4 separate regions of the Sus scrofa genome follow, and all the other regions are linked to region 1. Evidence: chromatin contacts called from public HiChIP or PLAC-seq data. All regions are on one chromosome and are shown on one strand. The core of a region is the stretch at or near the end of the contact, and the rest is flanking DNA. Distances in the headings are between cores, read along the strand shown.

Region 1 (2,700 bases), core at 68-2,567:
AAATTCCCAGGCTAGGGGTCGAATCAGAGCTGCAGCTGCCATCCTACACCACAGCCACAGCAACGTCAAATCTGAGCACCACCTGGGACCTATGCTGCAGCGTGTGGCAACACTGGATCCTTAACCCACTGAGCGAGGCCAGGGATCGAACCTACACCTTAATGGATACTAGTTGGGTTCTTAACCCACCGAGCCACAACGGGAGCGCCTTTAAAAATTATAGTTGATTTACAATGTTGTGTTAATTTCTGCTGTATGGAGAAGTGATTCAGATATATCTTTACTTTTTTCCATTATGGTTTATTACAGGCTTTTGCATGTAGTTCCTTGTGCCAAACAGGAGGACCTTGCTGTTTATCCGTTCTACATACAATAGTTTGCATCTGCTAATCCCAAACTCCCACCACCCCCCTCCCCCTTGGTAAAAGGCATAAAGTGATTTAAGGTTGAGCCTTGCGGTGGTTCACCTACATAGTAGGAAAGGAGATAATTTCCTCATTTATGCTTTCCCTGTCACAATGTTCGTGCTTGTTCTTAATTTCTTCTTTTTCCTTAATTACAAGCCCAAAGATGACAGCTCAGCAAGGAGAGGCGTTTTTCACTCTGCTCTGTCTGAACTACAGCATTCCATGTCCTACATATGGCTTTTCCCATTTACCACGGTGTTTTGAGTTGAATCCTGGCAGGCGGTTTTGGGCTCTCAGCCTTGGAAAACAGCCCTTGGAGGGGGGTGTCATTAGCCCTGCCGCGTCGATGATGGAGAAACAAGTCCCCTAACACAGGACACTTGAAGACAGTCACCTAGAAGGCGGAGTGGCAGCGCTGTTTTTCTTGCTGAGCACAGCATCCTCACCCCTTAACAGTTACCTGGTGTTTTTGTTCTGTTTTGTTTTTACGTGGAGAAGCGAGTGCCTTCGCTTAGGGTCTGTGAATCCCAGAACCTATGAGCTTCTTCCGAGATGGCAGCCACAGCAATCACCAGATTTGCGTGAGGGTCCGCCGTGGACAAAACGCGGCTCATTCACTGAGTCAGCCAACTAGGTCACTTTGCAAGGGTTAACAACGCGCATAAATACAGTGAACACTGAAGCCGGCCTGCAGACGTGGCCGGGTCCCGGGAGACGGGAGAGGGCTGGGGGTGCGGGCGGAGGGGACGGGGTGGCGGCCCCGCGGCTTCTAGGCGGACGCCACCCACAGCCCGAAGCCATTTCCAAAAATCACGGAAGCATCCCTCCAGGGTACCAGGCCCGCCCACGCACCTGGAGGCGCATGCGCGCCTGACCGGAAGTGACGGCGTTCCACGCGCCGCCCCCAGAGCGTATTTCCGGCGCGCCTCCGGCCGCCCGCTCCTCAGCTACCGTCCCGGCGCGGCCCTGGCGCTTGTTCGCACCCGGCGAGATGGGCAAGAAGGGGAAGAAGGAGAAGAAGGGCCGCGGGGCGGAGAAGACGGCCGCCAAGATGGAGAAGAAGGTGTCCAAGCGCTCGCGGAAGGAGGAGGTGAGTGGGGCCGGCGGACAGGCCCCCGCGCGGGCCGCCCGGCTCCTCGGTTGGCCTCCTTCGTCCGCGGTCGCAGGCGTTGCCGGGCCGAACGGGCGCGCCTCTGTAAGCGTCAGTCCAAGTCTTTAAAAGTGGGTGGAAGATCCTCACGGCAGCCCTGAGCTGGGAGCGTCTGTGGAGGCAGCAGGTGGAACTGCGGGACGTTCCCTAACAGTTGCTGGCAACCCCCTTCCTCCTGTCTCTCCCTCCTCCTGAGCAGGATCAGCGGTGACCTTAGAGGCGAGCTTTCCGCTCCCTATTGATCCTTACTCTCGGGCTCCCTAACCTGGGGCGACTCACAGTGGTTAATGGGTGTTTGCTGTGTGTCAGGAGGGTGCTCTCACAACCAAGCCCGTTAGGGAGTTTTGCTAACAGGTGACACAGCTGTGCAGTGGCTTGGAGTTGTAATTGGACCAGACGTCCCTTATTCCAGAGTTCTTGGCCACATTCCCATACTCATGTCTTCCTAAGTCGCTCATGTCTCGCTTCCCTCACCTGTTCAGTAATGGGGTTGGGCGTTACCTCCCATTGTCTCCCATTGTTTCTCATCTGGGGGGCCAAGCGGGGTGGTCTTGGGGGACAGCTTGGAGTTCTGTCCAGCACAGAGCTCATGTCTCAGATACCTCATTGACTTTCACCCAGACCCCCCCTCCCCCCCTTTCAGTGTCCTCTTGAAGCCCCATGTCTTCCCCCTGCCCTGGAGACCTGCATCACGTGGGCTCCACGTGCTCTCCAGCGCTCTCCCTGCGTTCAGCCCCTCCAGCCACACCACCTTGAGGCTTCCTCTCAGATGCTTCCTGGCTGCCCTCGCCTGGTGGGCGTTAGTGTTCTCAGCACTGGGGCTGATAAAGCGGCCGGCTCTCCGGACCTGCTCTGTCCCTCACCTTCTTCCCACCTCAGTCTCATCTGCCCTTCACAGACAGATCGTGCATCCCTGGGGGTGGGGGGCCCTCATCCTGCCCTGCGCAGAAATCGTCATTGGCTTTAACTTCTAATTCTGTTTCTGCGCTTGTGAAATTGGAGACCTCCTCACACAGATAAGCTGCAGCTGATCCTTGCTGAGCCTCAGCCGTGCAGGTGTGTTCTAAGCAGGCAGACAAGTCTGGCTCCCTTGGAGCTTACATTTTGTTCTTGAGGTGGGAGGAAGGTGGAAACAAAACAAAC
Region 2 (2,700 bases), core at 187-2,686, 160 kb after region 1:
CTCGGGGACCCCCTGAGATCCTCTCCCCCTTTGCCCGTGGACACTGTCCCGTCTGAGCAGAATTTTCGGAGCTGGTGGGGGACACCACTTCAGCTTCTCCCCAGGTTGCTGGCAGCCGCTCAGGGCGCCAAGCTTTCCTCTCTACCAACCCTTGCCTCTCGAGGACTGGCTTTTAAGTGGCGAGCAGCCAGACCTGAGCTGGAAAACTGAGACTGGGTTGCATGCGTCTTTTCAGGTTAGTGTTCTCAGGTTTGTCAGACAAGTGTCCAGAAGTGGAATTACTGGATTGTATGGTAGCTCTATTTTTTACTTTTTTTTAGAAATCTTTGTACCCTTTTCCATAGTGGCTGCACCAATTTCCTTTCCCCCCAACAGTGTATAAGGACTCCCTTTTCTCCACACTTTTTTTTTTTAGGGCTGCACCTGTGGCGTAAGGAAGTTCCCAGACTAGGGGTCCGTCAGAGCTGCAGCTGCTGGTCTACACCACAGCCGTCCCCCTGTGGTTTTGATCTGCATTCCCTTGATAGTTGGTGATGGCGAGCATCTTTTATTTTATTTTTTAAGTGTCATTGAAGGACAGTTGATTTACGATGCCGTGTTAAGATGCTGAGCATCTGTCCGTGTACCTGTTGGCCCCCTGCATGTCCTCTTTGGGAAACTGTCTATTGAGATACCCTATTTTTAAATTGGATTGTTTGCTTTTTGATATTGAGTCATATGTGTTCTTTATACATTTTGGATATTAACACCTTATCAAATATATGATTTGCAAATATTTTCTCCCATCTGGTAGGTTTGCCTTCATTCCTTTTCGCTGCTGAATAACAAACACTCTACTGTGTGGGCCACACGTGTATGCGTGTGTTCCACACCTGATAATAGTTACTGAGCACTGCTCAGGGGCCCCTTGCTGTCCTAAGAGCTTTACACATATTACCTGCTCAAACCTCACAACAACCACGTAAGGAGGGCCTACCATTATCCCCACTTTGCAGATGAGGAAACTGAGGCCCAGAAAAGCAAAGCAATGTTTTTTGTTTGTTTGTTTTTGTCTTTTTAGGGCCGCACCCACAGCATGTGCAAGTTCCCAGACTAAGGGCCGAATCGGAGCTGTAGACACCAGTCTACACCACAGCCACAGCAACACCAGAACCAAGCCGCGTCTGCGACCTACACCAAAACTCACGGCACTGCTGGATCCTTAACCCACTTAGTGAGGCCAGGGCTCGAACCTGCAACCTCATGGTTCCTAATCGGATTCATTTCCGATGTGCCACGACGGGAGCTCCAATTTTTGTGAAGCCACACAGCTGGTAGTTGGGGGTGGGGGGCAGGGTGTAAAACCAGACTGCCTGCCTCTGAGCCCACACCCTGAGCCTGGGAGGCTTGTATTTGAAAATGTAAACAAACGTTTTTTCCCTTGTGAGCCACACAGCAGAGTGACGTCTCCCCCCGCCCCCCCCACCCCCCGCCCCCGAGTTTCCTTTTGTCCTGGCTTCTTCACAGCCTGGGAGGGCAAGAAACCCCAGAAGCATCTGGTCTCTTTGTTTGCTTTACAGTCGGGACAAAGGATCCAGGGAGAGAAGTGACCCCCCCGCCCCGACAGCTAACATTGCCTTAGGTGACAGATGTGGGTTCAGACCTACTTGGAGGACCCCACCTGGTCTCCAAACCGCAGAACCATCACCAAGAGTCTGCACAAGCCCTGGCCTTTCGCCAACGGTCACCAGGAAGTGAGCCTCTGCCCACAGCGTGCTGGGCGGTGCCCACTGCCCAAGGCACCTCCCGCCTGACCATTCGTTCTTCTGAGGGCGGTTTCCTTCTTCCCCACTGCTGCTTTGGGGGAAAGAAAACGGCTGGACCCCAAAAGCCTGGGAGCAGCGCCCCCAGGGAGCAAAGGAGCGCCCCCCCGCCACCCCCCGCCCCGGCTCCTGGCGGATCACGGGACCGGGGAGGACGTCGCCTGCGGTGGCAGCTGCCCATGTTCCCCCGACTTGGCCGACAGACAGGCTGGCCTTGGCCAGAAATTACACGTTTTGAAGCTGTCCCTGGACCAGAAGCCCCGAGACTGTGCCGTGTTTGTGGCTGGTGTTTGACTTCCCCTTGCAATTCCTTGAATTCCCCTTGCGTTTCTTTTTCCCCTCTGGGTTTTGCTTTGTTTTGTTTTGTTTTAAATGTTTCATTATGGAAAATATGTTTGCTGTAGGAAAGTGAGAAACTACATTAAGCCTAGGAAGAGTCTGCAACATCCCAGTTCCACTCTGCAGGGAGGAAGTGAACCAACCCGATCTGGGCAGAAGGATGACCCTCGCTGGCATGAAGCCAGCGGCTCTGAGGCGCCCTGACTCATCAGTGAAGTAGAAGCCAGGAGGGTGGCCAGCCTGGAAGAGGCGCCGGGCGGCGCGGCGGGCTGTGCAAGCATGACCCAAGCGCTTTCACATGAAGGCCCAAGGCCGCCTTTGCAAAGATTTTCCCCCTTCCATTCCCCAGGTACCCCCACTGTTATCACCTTCCCAGGCTCATATGCAGATGTTTTCCATAGATTTGCCAAATCTATTCAATTTTCTTGCTAAACTCATGTTAGTTTTTGTGTCTTTTCTTCTTGCTTCCCCTGTAAGGACCCTTATCTACCCTCCGTCTGAGGTCATTTCAGAACGAGATGCCTTCCCCAAACCAGTTGTTCAAAAATAAAATAATCAA
Region 3 (2,700 bases), core at 199-2,698, 130 kb before region 1:
ACTCAGAGAGAGAGAGAGGCCGGAGAACACCAGGAGGACCCTGTGCTGGTCTAAGGGGGAGCCAGCCCGGCCCAAGAGGACCGGGGGCTGGGAAGGGGGAGACTGGAGGACCCCACAGCGCCGCTGAGAATTTAAAGCCCTGTAGAGTCGAGGGGAAGAGAAGATGCGAGGGAAAAGAAAAGCCATTAGGAGCGCTAGAAAACACAAACAGCTCACAGGGTGGTATCGGCCGACTTATGGTCCGATCCAAACGAGTTTCCTGAACACGGTGCACTCTGGGCAGAGGAGAGATGGGATCTGACATAAAACGCCAAGTCATTCTATGTGACAAAAAGGCAGCAAGTCAAGAACGTATAAACTGGTAACCTCGGCTTATTGTTTACACCACGGAGCTAAGTCTCCAGCAGCGGCACAGAACGACGGCCCGGGAACTGCTGCTTCTCGGCCGAGGTTTCCCAGGGACGCTTTCCCCGTGGACGTTCCCTTATCAAAGCACTAAATGTACGTGCGGTTCAGGAGCGTGGGGTTGAGACACGTCCCCCCGGCCTGCGTGTCCTGGCGGGCCCCTTGACCTGCGTGGGTCTCCGTCAGCCCCTCTCACCTGCCCGGCTCGCCGAAAGGCTGGCCGTCCCCGCCACCGCACAGGACCCGCGAGTGACAGCCGTCCCTAGAAATGAGAGCCCACGGGGACAGAGCCCCGCGTGCCAAGAACACGCACTTATTTTAACTGCGAGACCAAAGGAACCGGAGCGGAGCACGCGGGGGGCAGGGCGCGGGCACTGCGGCGGCGGCGGCCCCCGGGCGGCACCGCGGGCACCTCGGGCCCCTCACGCGGCCGGACCACCCGCCCGCCCCCCAGGCTCCTGCCCCCGCACTTCCGGCTACGGGCCCGGCCCCGGGAAGGCCCGGCTGCCCCGCAGCCGCTCTCCCGCAGCCCGCGCCGGAGCGGCCTCCCCGCCGCCCGGCCCACCCGCGGGGCCGCCCGGCGAAGGCGAGGTCGCGTCCCGGAGGAGAGGCGGCGCGCCCCCGCCCGGCCCGCGGCCCGGACACCGCGGGACGAGGTCCCGGAAGGGAGGCCCGCGCCGCGCCGGCTCCAGCTCCGGCTCCGGGACAGGCCCGCGGGGGCGGCGGGAGCCCGGCCGGGCCGGGGCGCGGCGGGCCGGCGGCCGGCAGGGCTGAGGCGGGGGCGCCCAGGGCGGCGGGCCGTTGGGGCCGGGCCCCCGCGTCCGGGGGCGGGGGCGGCGGCGGCGCGGGCGCGGCGGCCGGAGGAGGGCGCAGGGAGGAGGGAGGAGGGGAGATCTCGCTCTCGCTCTCGCCCCGCGGGAAGGGGGAGGTGGAGACGCGACCGGCTGCGGGAGCTGCAATTACCGTGTGGGCTGCGGAATTCTCGTGGTGTTTGTCGGGGAGATGCGATAATGGCGTCCGTCCTCGCGAGAGAAGCCGCCGCACTGCGCAGGCGCCGCGAGTCCCTCCCCACGGCCCTCCACCCCGCGCCGTCTGCGCAGGCTCCCGGGCGGGCGCGCCGGGTGCAGGGGCGGGGCCTGCCGTGCGAGGCCTTCCGCGCGCGCTTTCGCCGGCGCCGACGACCGCCGGGCATGCGCACGCGTCCCGCTCCCCCGCCGCAGTTCGGGCCCCCGGGCTGCTTACTTCACTGTCGTGCGCTCGGGCTCCCGGATAATCCCGGAGAAATCACGTCGGTAGGCTGTTCGAAGAATTTGCATTTTCTTTGAGGCGGAATGACTAGGAATTAGCCACCCCTAAGACTACATGTCCCGGAGGGCTTTGCGCGAGCCTTGAGCAGTGCATTCTGGGATTCGTGGTCCCTGCATCTGCGCCAAGCCTGCCGGTATTTGTGGTCTCGCCCGCGCTCGGGTCCCTCGTCCCTCGCCGCAAGCGGAATGCTGGGACTTGTAGTTCAGATGCCTGGCCCGCTGCCCCAGGCGTGTCCAGGAATCGCTCCCACCGCCGCTGTGGCGGCGTTCCTCCGAGTAACGGGGTATGCTTAGGCGTCCTCAGGGTCTCCACAGGCTCGAGTGCACGCGCGTGGAAAAGTGCGTATTAATTATACGTGATATAGGGGTTCCTGTTGTGGCTCAGCAGTAACGACCAGGACTAGTATCCATAAGGATGAGGTTCGATCCCTGGCCTCACTCAGTGGATTCAGGATCTGACGTGGCTGTGGCTGTGGCTGTGGTGTAGACCAGCAGCTGCAACTTTGATTCCATCCCTAGCCTGGGAACTTAGGTATGCTGTAGGTGTGGCCCTGAAAAAAAAAAATTATACATGATAATATGTATTCTGTGTAATTGGTAAATAAATATGTGCATATGTAATATGTAGACTGTTGCGTATTAATGTAATCATAGTTATATGTGAACATAAACATAGGACATATGAATATCTATATGTTTATTTTGCATAAAAGCACAATTGTGGGTACCCATAGGGAAAAAATCCCCAAACTATAGGTAATTCCCAAAAATAGTATTCCTGCTTAATGGTATTGTTTTTCTTGTGTGCTTGTATTACCGCTGCTTTTCTTTCTTTCTTTTTTTTTTTTTTTTTTTGTCCTTTTGCCTCTTTTTCTAGGGCCGCTCCCGGGGCACATGGAGGTTCCCAGGCTAGGGGTCTAATCGGAGCTGTAGCCGCAGGCCTACGCCAGACCCACAGCAACGCAGGATCAGAGCCGCGTCTGCGACC
Region 4 (2,700 bases), core at 192-2,691, 220 kb after region 1:
CGGTTTTCTTATCTGGGGAGGGCAGACCGCTAGCTGCAGTTGGAAGACACTGCGTGGTTGGGCCATCAGCTTCTCCCCCGCCTATCCCCAAATCCGTACCAATGCAAATGCGGGGGTGAGGCGTTCCTCCTGCTCCCTGACCCTGGCCGGTGTACTTGCAGTCTCTCGGTTCTCTGAGCTAAGGAAGTAACCCGCTGAAAGGAGGCCGACTTAATGGCTCCATTTGGGCGAGGTTTCTGCACAAACCTTGTTCCCGTCACACCCTGAGGCAGGCCAGCCGACTCAGAGGTGCGGGCGCCCGGCCTCTGTGAGCTCACGACCTTCTCACCGGGCCCAGGGGGCGGTTGTCATCACCCTCCCTTTCGCGGGAGGCGCCCGGGGCTCAGAGAGCGCAAGCCACTCGCCCAAGGTCACACAGCTTCGCAGAGGCCGAGCGGGGACGGCGACGCAGGCGTCCGGAGGCCCGCTCCAGCGGCTTTTCGAAGACACTCGCTACCTCCCTATTGTGACGCTCAGGAATAAAGCAGGAAAGCTGGACGCCGGCCTTCACCTAAAACAATGCTCCACGCAAATCTGCGCGAACAAAAGCAGCCAGAAATCCGCCCCGGGTTTTCCGCACGCCCGGCCCGCCAGCCAATGGACTCCACCGGTCGCCGAGGGGCGGGCCGGGGCGGTCCCAACGTGATCGACAGCCCCCGGGAGGCGTGGTCTGCGCAGGAGCGAATCGGATTGGGGACCCGGAACAATCAAGGTCCGAGAAGACGCAGCCTGAGCCAATCAGCGAGGGGGGCGGGCCCGGACTCCCGGCTGTCGCGAGAGGCGGCCACCCCGCCCACTTGCGCCTTGTCCCGGCGCCCGTCAGCAGCGAGCGCAGCGCTCGGCCCGGATCCGTCCGCGGCGCGGGGAGCAGAGGCGCGAGGCCGCGGCGAGTGCCGGCGCAGATCCCTCCGCCGCCGCCCGCTTCCGAGCCCCGCTCCGAGCGCCGCTGCCGAGCCCGCCGCGGCCTCCGTCCCGGGTAACGGCCGTCGGCCCAGCGCGGCGGCGCGGCGGCATGGCCCGGGCGGCTCCGTCGGGGGGCGGCCCGCAGTGACAGACCCTGCGGCGCGGGGGGAGATGGGGGCGGCCGCCTCCCGGGCGACGACGACGACGACGAGGAGCAGCCGCCGCCGCCGCCGCCGCGCACCGGCCGCCGCCGGGGACGGGCGCGGGCCAGGAGCCCGCCCGTGAGCGGGGGGCCCGAGGTCGCTCGCCGCCCCCGGCCGCCCCGGCCGCCCCGGGCCCCCCCGGCGCCCCGCGCGCGCCCGCCCGCCGGCCCCTGGCGGGGGTCTCGCCCGCGCCGCGCGCCCCCGTTCCCGTCCCCGGCCCGGGCCCCGGCCCCGGCGCGGCCCGCAGCGCCCGGCCGCCCTCGCCCTCGCCCGGCCGCGCCCCCCCCGCCCCCGCCCGCGCCCCCGGCCCCGGCCTCGGCCCCGGGCGGCGGCCCCCGGCCCCGCGTGGCGGCGCGGCGCGGGCGGCAGCATGGTGGAGAAGCGCTGCCCGCTGCAGAGGGACGGCGTGTACCGCTGGTTCTCGGAGCTGCCGTCGCCGCAGCGCGTGGAGTTCCTGTGCGGCCTGCTGGACCTGTGCATCCCGCTCGAGCTGCGCTTCCTCGGCTCGTGCCTCGAGGACCTGGCCCGCAAGGACTACCACTCGCTGCGCGACTCAGAGATCAAGGCCAACAACCCGGCCGACCTGGGCAGTCTCACCAACCTGACGGACGAGGTGGTGCGCAGCAAGCTGCTGGTGTCGCTGGCGCTGCTGGGCTCGGAGCAGCGCGAGGCGGCGGGCGTGCTCTACCGCACGCTCACGCACATCGACTCCATCATCCACAACTACGGGCTGCAGCTCAACGAGGGCCGCACGGGCGATGAGTTCCTGCTGCTCTTCACCATGGCCTCCAACCACCCGGCCTTCAGCTTCCACCAGAAGCAGGTGCTGCGCCAGGAGCTCACGCAGATCCAGAGCAGCCTGAGCGGCGGCGGCGGCGGCAGTGGCGGCGGTGGCCCCGGGGGCAAGAGCGCGCTGCCCACCTGCCCGGCCTGCCACAAGGTGCGTGCCCGCGTCCCAAGCTTCCACCCAGCCAGCCATCTCCCGGCCGGCCCAGCCTCCCACCTCGCATGTCACTCGGTGCCCCGCGCCTCAACGCCTGTCCCCACCTCGCACGCTAAACGCGAACCCCGAGACCCCGCCGGGCACCCCGCGCCCCTTTGGGGCCCGTCGAGCCGGGGGAGGGGGCTCCGCGGTCGGGGGAAGAACGCCCCGGGCGTTCGCGGCCTGTCCGAGCCCTTGGTACACCTCTTCCGCTGGAAGCGAGATAAGGCCTTTGTCCCCTTAATCGGGCTCTTGGGCGACAGATAACCGTTACACATTGTGTCGCCTTGGTATTTCCAAATCTGGTGTTTATTATCGGAAAAGGAAGCTGCTAGCGAGCTGGAGATTAGAGGGCACTGAACCTTAGAAGACAGCGGCGGGGCGCCACGCGGGGACCCCCAAGGCCTAGATGCCCGTTTCCCCGGCAGGCTCGGGGCTGGTGTCAGGGGCGCGAGGCTGGGGTCGGCGTCGGCTGCAGACCGCCGTGTGCACGTGTGTCAGTGTGTGCGTGTGCATGAGTCCACGTGTGCTTGAATTAATATGCATTGTGGATGGATCTGTGTGTGTGCACGT

What was found. HiChIP or PLAC-seq counts read pairs in DNA pulled down with a chosen protein or histone mark.
Region 2: an H3K27ac HiChIP or PLAC-seq map of alveolar macrophages shows a contact between it and region 1. The contact joins the enhancer-like site here to the promoter of KLHDC4 in region 1. A contact is called at or near these places in 2 of 5 promoter capture datasets (fetal skeletal muscle and liver), 17 of 47 Hi-C or Micro-C datasets (alveolar macrophages, brain, embryonic fibroblasts and 10 more) and 2 of 2 datasets of contacts at active chromatin or transcription factors (alveolar macrophages and skeletal muscle).
Region 3: an H3K27ac HiChIP or PLAC-seq map of alveolar macrophages shows a contact between it and region 1. The contact joins the promoter of BANP here to the promoter of KLHDC4 in region 1. A contact is called at or near these places in 1 of 47 Hi-C or Micro-C datasets (blood) and 1 of 2 datasets of contacts at active chromatin or transcription factors (alveolar macrophages).
Region 4: an H3K27ac HiChIP or PLAC-seq map of alveolar macrophages shows a contact between it and region 1. The contact joins the promoter of ZCCHC14 here to the promoter of KLHDC4 in region 1. A contact is called at or near these places in 1 of 47 Hi-C or Micro-C datasets (liver) and 1 of 2 datasets of contacts at active chromatin or transcription factors (alveolar macrophages).

What each region holds. Positions count from the first base shown.
Region 1 is chr6:1,625,737-1,628,436 of Sscrofa11.1, forward strand. KLHDC4 (kelch domain containing 4) reads left to right here and starts at 1,318. Exons shown (of 12, transcript NM_001243840.1): 1 at 1,318-1,497. The coding sequence starts at 1,399.
Region 2 is chr6:1,786,730-1,789,429 of Sscrofa11.1, forward strand. All of the region lies in intron 2 of LOC106510444 (a long non-coding RNA gene), which reads right to left. Among named protein-coding and RNA genes, the nearest start is that of JPH3, 21 kb to the left of the region's middle. Within about 2 kb of position 1,437, at least 27 of the 83 cell types and tissues checked have an H3K27ac peak or open chromatin away from gene starts, as enhancers often do. A contact at or near this core is called in alveolar macrophages, retroperitoneal adipose tissue and subcutaneous adipose tissue, where this site is marked.
Region 3 is chr6:1,494,036-1,496,735 of Sscrofa11.1, forward strand. It overlaps BANP (BTG3 associated nuclear protein), which reads right to left and starts at 1,449. Exons shown (of 14, transcript NM_001244650.1): 1 at 1,369-1,449. It overlaps CA5A (carbonic anhydrase 5A, mitochondrial), which reads left to right and starts at 1,580. Exons shown (of 9, transcript XM_021093673.1): 1 at 1,580-1,697.
Region 4 is chr6:1,848,533-1,851,232 of Sscrofa11.1, forward strand. It overlaps ZCCHC14 (zinc finger CCHC domain-containing protein 14), which reads left to right and starts at 1,442. Exons shown (of 12, transcript XM_005664297.2): 1 at 1,442-2,085. The coding sequence starts at 1,516.